Linked DNA regions of Drosophila melanogaster: region 1 is linked to region 2. The links are chromatin contacts, called in public Hi-C maps. All regions are on one chromosome and are shown on one strand. The core of a region is the stretch at or near the end of the contact, and the rest is flanking DNA. Distances in the headings are between cores, read along the strand shown. Region 1 holds the start of CG3764. Region 2 holds the start of Lmpt (Limpet).

What was found. A called contact is a pair of places that touch in the nucleus more often than the background predicts.
Region 1: a Hi-C map of the Kc167 cell line shows a contact between it and region 2, with 1.5 times the contacts expected there. A contact is called at or near these places in 13 of 107 Hi-C or Micro-C datasets (the D17-c3 cell line, the Kc167 cell line, the ML-DmBG3-c2 cell line and 8 more).

Annotation. Positions count from the first base shown.
Region 1 is chr3L:17,009,935-17,015,445 of dm6, forward strand. It overlaps CG3764, which reads right to left and starts at 2,631. Exons shown (of 7, transcript NM_001275048.1): 1 at 1,455-2,631. The coding sequence starts at 1,732. It overlaps CG6664, which reads right to left. Exons shown (of 5, transcript NM_168710.3): 2 at 5,207-5,324; 3 at 5,053-5,143; 4 at 4,059-4,970; 5 at 2,952-3,995. The coding sequence starts at 5,322. The coding sequence ends at 3,516.
Region 2 is chr3L:16,863,667-16,868,858 of dm6, forward strand. It overlaps Lmpt (Limpet), which reads left to right and starts at 1,629. Exons shown (of 10, transcript NM_206388.3): 1 at 1,629-1,738; 2 at 2,855-3,280. The coding sequence starts at 3,200. It overlaps CG9951, which reads left to right. Exons shown (of 1, transcript NM_140672.3): 1 at 1-1,323. The coding sequence ends at 1,247.

The DNA of each region.
Region 1 (5,511 bases), core at 1,381-3,880, 150 kb after region 2:
CCACGCACAAGTTAAGCAAAAAGTGTCAAAAATAAACATTGTAAGCCGTATGCAGCAGCATACATAAGTAAATAGTGTAATAAATAATAATGAAATGAGAATTAAGCGCAAAGGCAACAAAAACAATGCGCCGCGCCAACAACAAAAAGTGTATGACATAATAATCACGAGAGCAGGCCGCGACCGCCGATTAGCAAGTCATGTGATTCGCTTTTATTTACATTTGCGCCTGACGTTGCCGCCGCCTTCCCCCGGCACGTACCCGTAAAAGTATACCAACGTACGCCTACGTCTGCGTGAGTGCGAACGAGAGGGCATCGCACACGACGCGATAACGAATGAAGCCGAGAACAATCCGATCGCTTTGTGGGCCGTAGAGGAGAGCCATGTAGTGCGTTGGGAGAGGTAGAGCATAGTGGGGCACAGTTATTTGCGCGCGCAGCTCGATCGATGGGTTTGGAGCCATGCGAGCGAAAGAAACGGCAATGGCCAAACATCAACGCACCTCCTCGCACACATGCACCCACCATGACTACCCAATATGCACTGCTGGGGGTGTTGGGTGATTTAGGGCTTGTTGTTGGTTTCTTCGTGGAGCTGGTTGTGATGCAGGCTATCGTTATCGATATAAGTACAGTGAAGCGCAGCAAGAACCATATTATTCGCCTGTGATAAATTATTAAATATAAATTTAAATCGCAAAAAATAGTAGAAAACTACAACATTTTACATTAACATTGTTTAGTTAAAAACAACAAAACCGACTCAATATAAATATGTATTTACTTTAATAAATCTGAATTTTTACCAGTTTTTAAAATGTAAGAAAAGAAGAATAATCCTTCTTAACTGCAAGCACCTGAAATAGGAATTTCTTTCAAAAACAGATCAGGTAGCTTTAAGAAGAACCCACTGTGGCTATAACAACAGAGGAACCAAGATAATGCGCCTCCTTTGTTACGTTTTCGAGGCAGCTGCAAACGCATCTTTGTAATCCCCTCAGATTTTGCTTTCACTGCCATTTCACTGTGGATTTGCGTCCTTTCATGTTGGCCAGACTGGCAGATTCTATCGAATAAGGCGGCAAGCGGCGTACGTGACGATGATTAGTGCATGCCGAATTTGTGTGCTGGGTTATCGTCCTCGTTTTACTCTTTGCCAATTTGCGTACGAAGCACGGGTGTAGGAGGAAGAGGAAGTGCAGGTGGTGCAAGAGAGAGGAACATGAGTGCCGGTGGAGGGGGCGGGGCGTATATGTATGTACATACATACATATGTATAGTGTGAAACGCATCATGAGAACGCCTTTTCGCACGTCTCTCTTTGTGTGAATGTATGTGCTTCCGAGTGATTTTGCAGCTGCACCTATTTTCCCCCTTTGTTGTGCGCGCATTTTATCGATACACTAATACCGGGTGTTAGGCAGTTTTGTTGTTAAAAAGATAAACACTTACCTTAGATAATTTCGCGAAGTTTGTTTTGTAGCTTTTGCGGACGACGAACTATTGCCAGCAGAGGCCGTGGCAGCGACGCCGGCAGAGGCGTGAGCTGTACGTGCCGGCAATGTTGTTGTAGTAGCTGATGTTGCTGTTCCTGTAGTTGCTGTTGTTGTTTGGCTATTAATTAGCGCTGCTGCTGCTGCGGACGCTGCGGTCAGCGTGGGCGCTGCCGCTAAATTCGCTGGTGTTGTTGGTGTTGCCGACGGAAAGAAGAGTTTATTCAATAGGGCCATAATAAGACACGATGTCCGCAATCTGTTAATAAACACATCTGGCCAATCGAAATCTCAGAATCGAAGATCGAATATTGAATTTATTTCTGATTTTGTGTGGAAATGGAAATAAAACACAGACACGCACGCACACAAACAAGGGCGCACTTTTCGCTTTCCTTGGAATGAGTGGTTGTTGCTGTTGTTGTTGGCGAAAGAGACGTCTACCGTTACACGCGCGCCTGCCAGAGCGAGATGGCGGATGCTGCACAATCAAAACCAAAACTTTCGCTTTGCACTTTTCTTTCTTGCACTGCTTCTGATCTATCTGATCTCTTCCTGTACACAAACACACACATACGCACTTGCAGTGGAATTTATTTGATTGAGCAAAAATAATATATGGCTATTTTTGTGTTATTTTCGCGAATCGGCTGCGGAAGCGACACAGGTTCTTTACCGTTCCACATCGAAATGAGAACCGAATATCGCTGGCGTCCGCTTTAAAAAGTTTGCAAGAGACGCGTCGCAGTCGTTAAATGTGTGTGAGTGAAAGAGAGGGAGAGCGGCAGCAGCGTTTAAAGAGCACCATCTGTGTTTGTTTGTTTGAGTGTGTGTAAATGGTTTTCTGTCGTTGCTACCAATGCGAGCTTCTTTTGGCCAATACACACTTTTTTGTTGTCATTTATCATTGACTTCCCACTTCCTGCCCACCTATTTCACCGTCTTTCTCTCGGTTCTCAGATCAAAGTCAAGTCACTTATTTTAATTGAACACTTTGCGGCTTTGTTTGCTCTCGCTCGAGGTGTTACACTCCGCTTTTTGGCCTGGCCCAAAGGTTAGTCTTTGGTCTTAACGCTTCGCGCTGACTGTTTGGCCTTTATTTACAATCACAAACACAAACAACACAAGAGCATTTTGCAACGCGAAGTTAGCTGCAGCTGCGCGCCAGTGTGTGCACGCCAAGTGGCAGAAGTATGAAGGCAGTTTTAGGGGATACTTTAAGTGTTGCCCCACCATTTGTCGTGCATTTAACGGAAATTCGAAAATTCTTGTTCTTGTGGTTCGTCAAAAGAAAAAAATGTTATTTCTGAAAACATATTTTAAAAAAACCTATCAGATGATGTTTACAATTCATATATTGTAGTGTCTACAGTTGTACTTTCTACAATTTTGAAAACCTTGCACCTCGAATTTAAACAAAATTTAATTTAAAAAAATTCTGGACGAATTTTTATTTAATTTTAAATTGTTGAACTTTATTTTTGTTGGCTTACATAAACATACTTCAAAATTTTTTAGGCCCACATGCGAAGGAATTGTGGGAAAATGGTTTCGACATGAATAGAATTCACCCTTTTTATAAATTCATACGATCTGGTTAGCGTGTGCTGTCCATCCTCATTCTCATCCTCTATATCCTCCATATCTCATTATTAGCTGTGTTTTACTTAACTTTAACTGGAACCGAGCGAAATTAGAAAAACATTCAAATCTTAAACATTAGCGCTAAATATTCGTTCGCCTAGGAATTCCGTTATTGAAAGGTTTTAAGAGATTTTGATCAAATAGAACATACATATACATATTAACCATATATAAATGTGGCGACTTTGAGTCGCCCTGGAGAAGCTTACGATAGTTACTTTCTCATCTTTTGTTTCTGTGTTTTCTTATGTTTTTAGGATCGTTAAACTGGTTGCTTGCATGCGTGCGTGTTTATGAATATAGTGTGTTTTCGTGTGAAAGTGTGTGAATAAGTCATGATTTTTCTGTATCCCTGTGCGAGAGCTACTGCATCCTCCTAGTCCTTGCAGGTGGACGTGTCCATTGGACTGGCTGGCTGGATAAAGGCCGTGGCCGCCGAGCTGGGCGGATTGGTTGGCGTAAACGCCGACAGTGAGGAGTTGCTGCTGCTGTTAACAAGATTGCCGCTGGACGAGTTGTTCAGGCTGATGTTCATCAAATTGGACGACGACGACGAAGCGCTGGAGTGGCTAGTGAGCTGGGCCAGCAGACCTCCACCTCCACCGCCGGCCAAGAAGGTGGCACTGCCGCCAGCCGAATTTGACGAGCCAAGGCTTAGGCGTTCGCCTCCCAGATTCGAGAGAAAGCCGCCAGCGGCATTCCCAGCTGATACGGACGCGGACGATGAGGAGCTGCCGGTTCCCAAAATGCCCAGCAGTGGGTTGGTTGAGGTCAGCACGTTCGGTGCGGAAGTGTTCAGGCCCAGCATGGGCGTTGGCAGTGCTGGCTTTATGAAGCGTTCGCTGGCACGACGATTCTGAAACGAAGAATTTTTAATTTTACAAATCTGGAAAGCAACATTTCACAATATCGTACTCACCACTAGCTGGCCGCAGGCATAGCAGCGGTTTTGCACCGCCGTGCCCGGACTTAGAGGTCGGCTACTCGAGGGACTGTGGGAGACGGGACTGCTGATGGTGCGTTGACGTTGGGCGCTCACCGCTGAAGCTGCGGCGGCGGCTGCTGCCGTCGCTACAGCGAACGAACCGCCTCCCATCAGGTTCTCGTTGTAGAAGCGTTCCTCGTCCATCTCCAGCGAGGATTCCGATTCGGAGAGGTGCCGGCATAGGGCTTCGCGGCGCTCCACCTCCTGCTTTAGCTTGCGCTGAAGGCGAGCGTTTTCCTCGCGAATCGACTTCTCTTCCTGCGCATACTGCTGTGTTTTGATAGTGGCTTCCTTCTGAGCGCTCGCCAGGTCGGAGCGATAGCGAAGCACTTCGGAGCGCAGAATCTGGATATGAGCACTCAAACTGGTGGCCGTATCGCCACCATTGGCATGGGCGTTGTTTGTGATGTCTCGCGGCGTAGTCGGATCGGAAACCGGCTGATCCAGCTTGATTTGCAGCGAACGCTTCTCGGTCTCCAGCTTGTCCATGCGCTTCCACAGCTTGTTTACAAGAGCTTCCTGTTCCTGCTCAAGCGTGTTCTCCAACTCGACCATTTCGCGGCGCAGCTGCTCGAGATTGGTCTGCTTGTTGTCCGTCTCCGCCTGGAGCTTCTCAATCTTGCGCATAAGCTTGTTGACGAGGCACTCCTGCTCCTGCTCAAGTGTCTGCTCCAGCTTGCACTTCTCCTGACGCAGCTGGTCGAGCTTCCGGGAGAGATCGTTGGTCAGACACTCCTCCTCGCGCTCGTAGTGGTGCGCCAGAGTCTCCTTCTCCTTTTTGAGGGCCTGAATCTTTTTTAGCAGCGTGTTTGAGATGTATTCTTCCTCCTGCTCGGCTTTGGCTTGCTGTGAAAGTAAACAAAGGTAAATTGAGGCAACTTTTGTGAAACTCAATTTCAATTTGATATAACATAAAAGTAGTACTAACAATGATGACTGAGGCTTGCTTGAGGCAGCGATTCTCCTCTTGCACCACTTTGCACTTGGTCTTGAAGGTATCCAGTTCGGCTTTCAGCACCCTAGAAGCGTAGAGTCATATTATTTGTGGTAAAAATGCATTTTAAAAATAGTGTCTGACTTACTTGTTCTGCTGGGTGAGCGATTCGATCCTCTTCTGGAGTTGCTCCCGGGAAACTGGGCTTGGTGGCAGCATGGTGCCACCGTCCAGCGAACTTTCGGATTCACAGGGACTTTCCATGCCTGCAAAACTAAAGGTAAATGGCCCAGTGCCATTACGTTTTTTGAGCATATACATATATGTATGACGAGAAATAATGTATGCCAGTCGCTTTTTAAGCACATATATATTATACATATGTGCATGAGTACATATATATGTGGCGACTGGCTGTTCTTTATTCTTGAATTCGTCTGCGCCCCGTGAGGA
Region 2 (5,192 bases), core at 379-2,878:
TGAAGACACCCTGGGTCCCACAGTTTGCCCGGTCCGTGGGCAATCGTAAATTACTCGGTTGCAGTAGCCTGGGCATTGAATTTCGACCAAACATCAATCTCAACATTCCATCCGCCAATCCCGAGGAGCGTTCCAAGGAGCAGCAGCAGTATCTCGACCAACAGGCACCCAATCTCTTCCAGCAAACATCCTCCACCTCGACGGATCTCATTGCCTCCGTGCTGCACAAGAATGAGCTGGACAGGTGGGGCCAGATATTGCCGGATTCAACACTTATCTTTGTGAGCAGCGAGGATCCAGCGCCGCCCCTGATTCCGACCGTAAAACCGCCCGCCAGTGCGGAGAAGGAGGAGGAGCCTTCACCCATCCAAGAACTGAGCGACCAAGTCCAGGAGTTGCGAGTCCAATGCGAAAACCTGCTAGCGGAACGCAAAGCACATGCTGTTGCCATTGCAGCTCTGAAACAGCGGGAAACTAAAGCGAGAGAGGAGATCAGTCGCATTCAGCCCACGCTTAAACTGCACGAACGCACCTCCTTGGTTCTCGCCGATTCCGAGGAAAACCTGGCCAAACTGGAGGCCCTGCTAAAATCCACGCAAAGCAAAAGGCTCACGCTTACCCAGCAGTGGCAGGATTACAGGAAACCGCTGCTGGAAAGCCTAGAGAAACTAAAGACCGCCAAGGAGGCTCAGGAGGTCCAGGGCATTCGCAACAGCATCGAGCAGCTGGAGCAGGAGCTTCTGGCCAAGACCCAACAGCACAACGAACTTAATGCCACCCTGCGTAGCGCCAGTCAGTCCTTGGCACCTCGCAAGGAGTACACCCGCAGGATACATGAATTCATCGGGAACATACGCAAGCAACGAGCGGATATCTACAAAGTTCTGGATGACACGCGACAACTCCAAAAGCAGCTTAATGTCGTGGGTGCCCAGTTGCAGCGCCAGTTCAACTACACGGACGACCTGCTCTTCCAGAGCGCCAAGCATGATCTCCACGCGAAGCGGGCCTACAAGCTACTGGCCCAACTGCACGCCAATTGCAATGAGCTGGTCGAGTGCGTCTCCCTCACGGGAAACGTGACCAAGCAGATCCGCGAACTTGAGGTCCAAATCGATGGGGAGAAACTGAAGAACGTGCTGACCAGTCTGCAGCAGATCACCGGCGATATCCAGAAGTTCGAGCAGCATATCCAGGAGCTCCAGGAGCAAATACGTGCCGTGGAGCAGACGAACGCAGGGAGTTAGTTACGCGGAATCACTTGTTTACCAGTGCCAATCACAATAAACGAATTGATGCACGCCAAGCGTTCATTTTATTAGTAAAAAATAAATGTTTTTCTTTAGTTGGTTTCAATGCTTTCTCACAGATAAATGTTCCATTTTTTTTTTAAATCCTTTATATTTTTTAATTGAAATAAATAGGAGCGTAACATATTTTTTGTTTCATAGAATATGGCATCTATAATTAAGAATATCTATAAGCTTTTACTTTTAAAGGGTATTAACACAGTCGTCTTTCGAAATCCCGTTTCACTTTGGTATTTTTCAGTTGTGCCTGGTACTTTTGGTATTTCTACTTTAGCCAGCTACGTTCACACTGGCCAACAGCCGCAACATTCGTATTTTTCGCAGTGTTTTGAAAGCCAAAGCTGAAGCCAAAAGCGCGTCGGCGGATCGCGTTCGTTTCGTTTTTACGTTGATTTACTTTCGTTTGTTTTTAGTTTGCGCGGCAACGAGTGAGTGACTGTCTTTGTGTGTGTGAGTGTTAAGTGTGTGCATTGCTTTTTACTCCTAGCTAAATTACCTACCACAAAAATGCAATAAACTAACAGCGAGAAAAAGCCGTGTTTCAAAATAAAACACTCGAGTGCGGTGTTGTTGTTGCTGATATTCCAGAACTTGTTTTTGGCCTAGAGTTTTGTGTTGTTGTAGCTGTAGTTTTTGGGTTCTTGCATGCGGCCGATAACAAGTTTAACCGGTGTGCGTGTGAGCCGCGCTTAAATGTGTGCATGTGTGCGTGCGCCTTCGCTGATGTGCGTGTGTGTGCGTGCGGCTCCTTCAACAAACTGTTGCTTCTTCGCTCTTCTTCTTATTGAAATTGAATTCCAATTAGAATTGCAGTACGCTGAAGGTCGAATTGGAGAGGAAGGGGCAAATAAAAAAAAATGCAGTAAAAGATAGTGGAAAATCGAATAGAATAAATCAATTAATTGGCCGGCCGGCTTTGCTTCTGCTACTTCTTCTTCCTCATTCTCATATTCGGGGTCAATCAACGTTCGCCAGCAACAACAACAACAACCACATTCTTTTGGAAGCGTTCTGGTTCACCTTTTTTTGTTTTTGTTAGTGACGTCTATTTCTAAAAATAGTCCAATGACAACATTCTTTGCATACGATCCAAACTTCCAGACTCATTAGAGTTTTGTTATTTTAAATTTTTTACCTTAGCTGTTATGGAAATCAGATTGCGAGTACAGTAAATACCAGTTTAAATACACCCACGCAGGCCCAATTTCCTTTTTAAATCTAACGACTTTACTTATCATAAATATGTGATAAATTTTAATTAAAGTAAATCACTTTCCAGTCATCCGGTTGGCAGTAAATATGGCAAACGTTTTCAATGTGATTAGTCTGATATCCGCCTAACAAAATTATGATTTTATGAGATAATCGAATTTTTAATATTTGGTTACATCGCTTATTAAAAAAATTTATTGTTGTAAAGAAAATATAGTAAAGGAATGGATTTAAATTAAAGTAAATTATTATTTTAAGTTAACTATTGTTGATTTATAAATTTAATAATCAACACAAATCGCTGACCATTGCATAAATACCATCGCTTCCAGCGGGAATTAAAAAAAGGCAAAAAAAATGCGAATCGAGGTGGCAAAAACAGTTTAACGCCAGCGACATTTTTCAACGGCTACGTAATAATTCGTAACAAATTCGCCGACTGATAAAGAGTTGTTATAAATTAAATTTACTTCGCAGCACGCAAGCTACCGCATAAATAGTGCAAAAAAAAAACCCGAAGAAATACCGAGGGAATAGAGTGCAACCAAACGAAAGCAATACGAATAGGTTTTCCCAGTGAGTTTTTCCAACTAGAACCTAGAACCTAGAACCCAAAGCCGCAAGTGCAATTCATAAGCGATAGCCAACCGACGGAGGCAGAAGATATAATTGCCATAATGACACCATCGCCGACCAAGGAACTCATGAGTGCCACACCGACGATTTCGCGTCGTCCGCGCGAGGAGTTCGCCGAGAAGGTGAGTTGGTATATAGTAAATATAGAAAGTATAGCTATAGATATAGATATAGGAGAGATATGGCCAAAGAGCAGGGCCGATCGATTTTGGCCCAAACTTCCTGTGTTTCCATTAATCGACCCCACAAATGTGTTACGTCGCCGTTCAGGCGGGAAAACACATAAACAAATTGGCCTTTTTGCCTTAAAGTCTTGCCTTGTTTGTTTGTCTGTGCCTTGTTCAATAAAATATATATGTACATACGTACTCGATCCGATTGTACTACCAACCACACACATGTGCTCGGCCAAATAAATATCGCTGTCATCGCTGTCTTCTGCGGGACTTCTTAGCCTTCTCTCGTAATCGTTTCACCTAAGTTCTATATTATGATTTCCGTTACTCCATCACCTTTGCCGCCATTTGTTTCCGTGCCAACCGATCGGGCCGCTTTACTTTTCCGCGTCTGTTCTTATTCTTGGCTCTGACTAATCGAATCGAAAATTGGCCCTGGCCTACGTAACGTGCTGAAATTTCATTGATAAGATATCGTTGGCAAGCCATAATCGCTGTTCTCAGCCGGTGCACAGATATTATGTGTTTTTTGTTTGTTTGTTAGTAAGTGCAAGATTGAATTTGGATGGCAAACGTTTGGTTTTAGAAAACTATCTTTCATTGTATGATACAAATAGTGGATAGGTTTTAAGCAGGATATTATTCTATCTCTATAAGCCAAGTCTGAGCCTTATCATCAGCAAATCATAGCTAATTTTGAAGACAATTTATGTGTAAATAAAATATTTATGCACCTTATTTGCATAAGTGCATAGCTTAAAAAACATAACTTATAACTTGTGCATTGACCTTAACACGTTCGTTTTAAAAAGCGTTACGAATAATAAGTTTGCTTCCTAAAAGGTTTAAATGTTTTAAATACGCATAAAAGTGGTTTGTTTTTGTAAGATACATTTTTAAATATTTGAATCTTTGCGATAATTGTATCTTTAAGCTATAGTTTAATAAATCTTACGAACAACGCAAATCAAATATTTGGCAAATGTTGTTATTTAGGCGAATGAAACTGTTTACAATTGGACAAAATAGATGACTTTAATACTTTTCATGCTGCTTTTGATAACTTAGTATTTTGCCTTTGTAAATTCTCCGATTCGTAATCATTGCGGCTGACGTCACTCGAGGCACTTGAAATGCAAAAAAAAAAAAAACACGCGAAATAAAAACACTTGCTGCAACAACAAGTTCGAATTCAAATTCAAAATTCACCGCTCAGACTTTAAGTAGAGGTCAATGTTGAATTGGGTGGGGAAGTCTCATTAAAGGCGAAAATGGAATGCTTAAAACTGGATTTTTAGTCGATCGGCAGAGAGCGTGATGCATTCATAAACTAATAGATGTTGAACAGTTACAAATTCATATGCAAATCGCATTATTTATGGCTTGTATCTGGAACGCACAAAAGCTGTCGCCAGACAGGAATGTTTTCGAATCTTTCGAATGCTTTGAATGTTTCGAATGGAGATGTCAAATGAGCTGTAAATGAAGAGTATCTTTGTATCTGTGCCTGATTCCCTTGCTCTCGAAATTTTCGTCAATTGATTGATTCGCAACAGTTGGCAACAACTTTGGTGCAGATCAATCAATTTGCTACACACGCAATGATAGTTTTTATTCGTGTTTTTTTTTTTTTTTTGAGGGTACCTGTGTCTGGGGCTCATTATATATGTTATGCGATTTTATATCTGGACTGTCAACGATTGTCAGTCAACTGTGAGGGTCCAATGCAACCAATTCCATGGCATTGACCATGAAACATTTATTTTTTATTCGCTGGCTCGCCTCAAAAAGCGCTATTCGCTCTGTGAAGTTGATGGCGTTGGCTGTTGGCGTGCTAACAGCTAATTTTGTATATTCT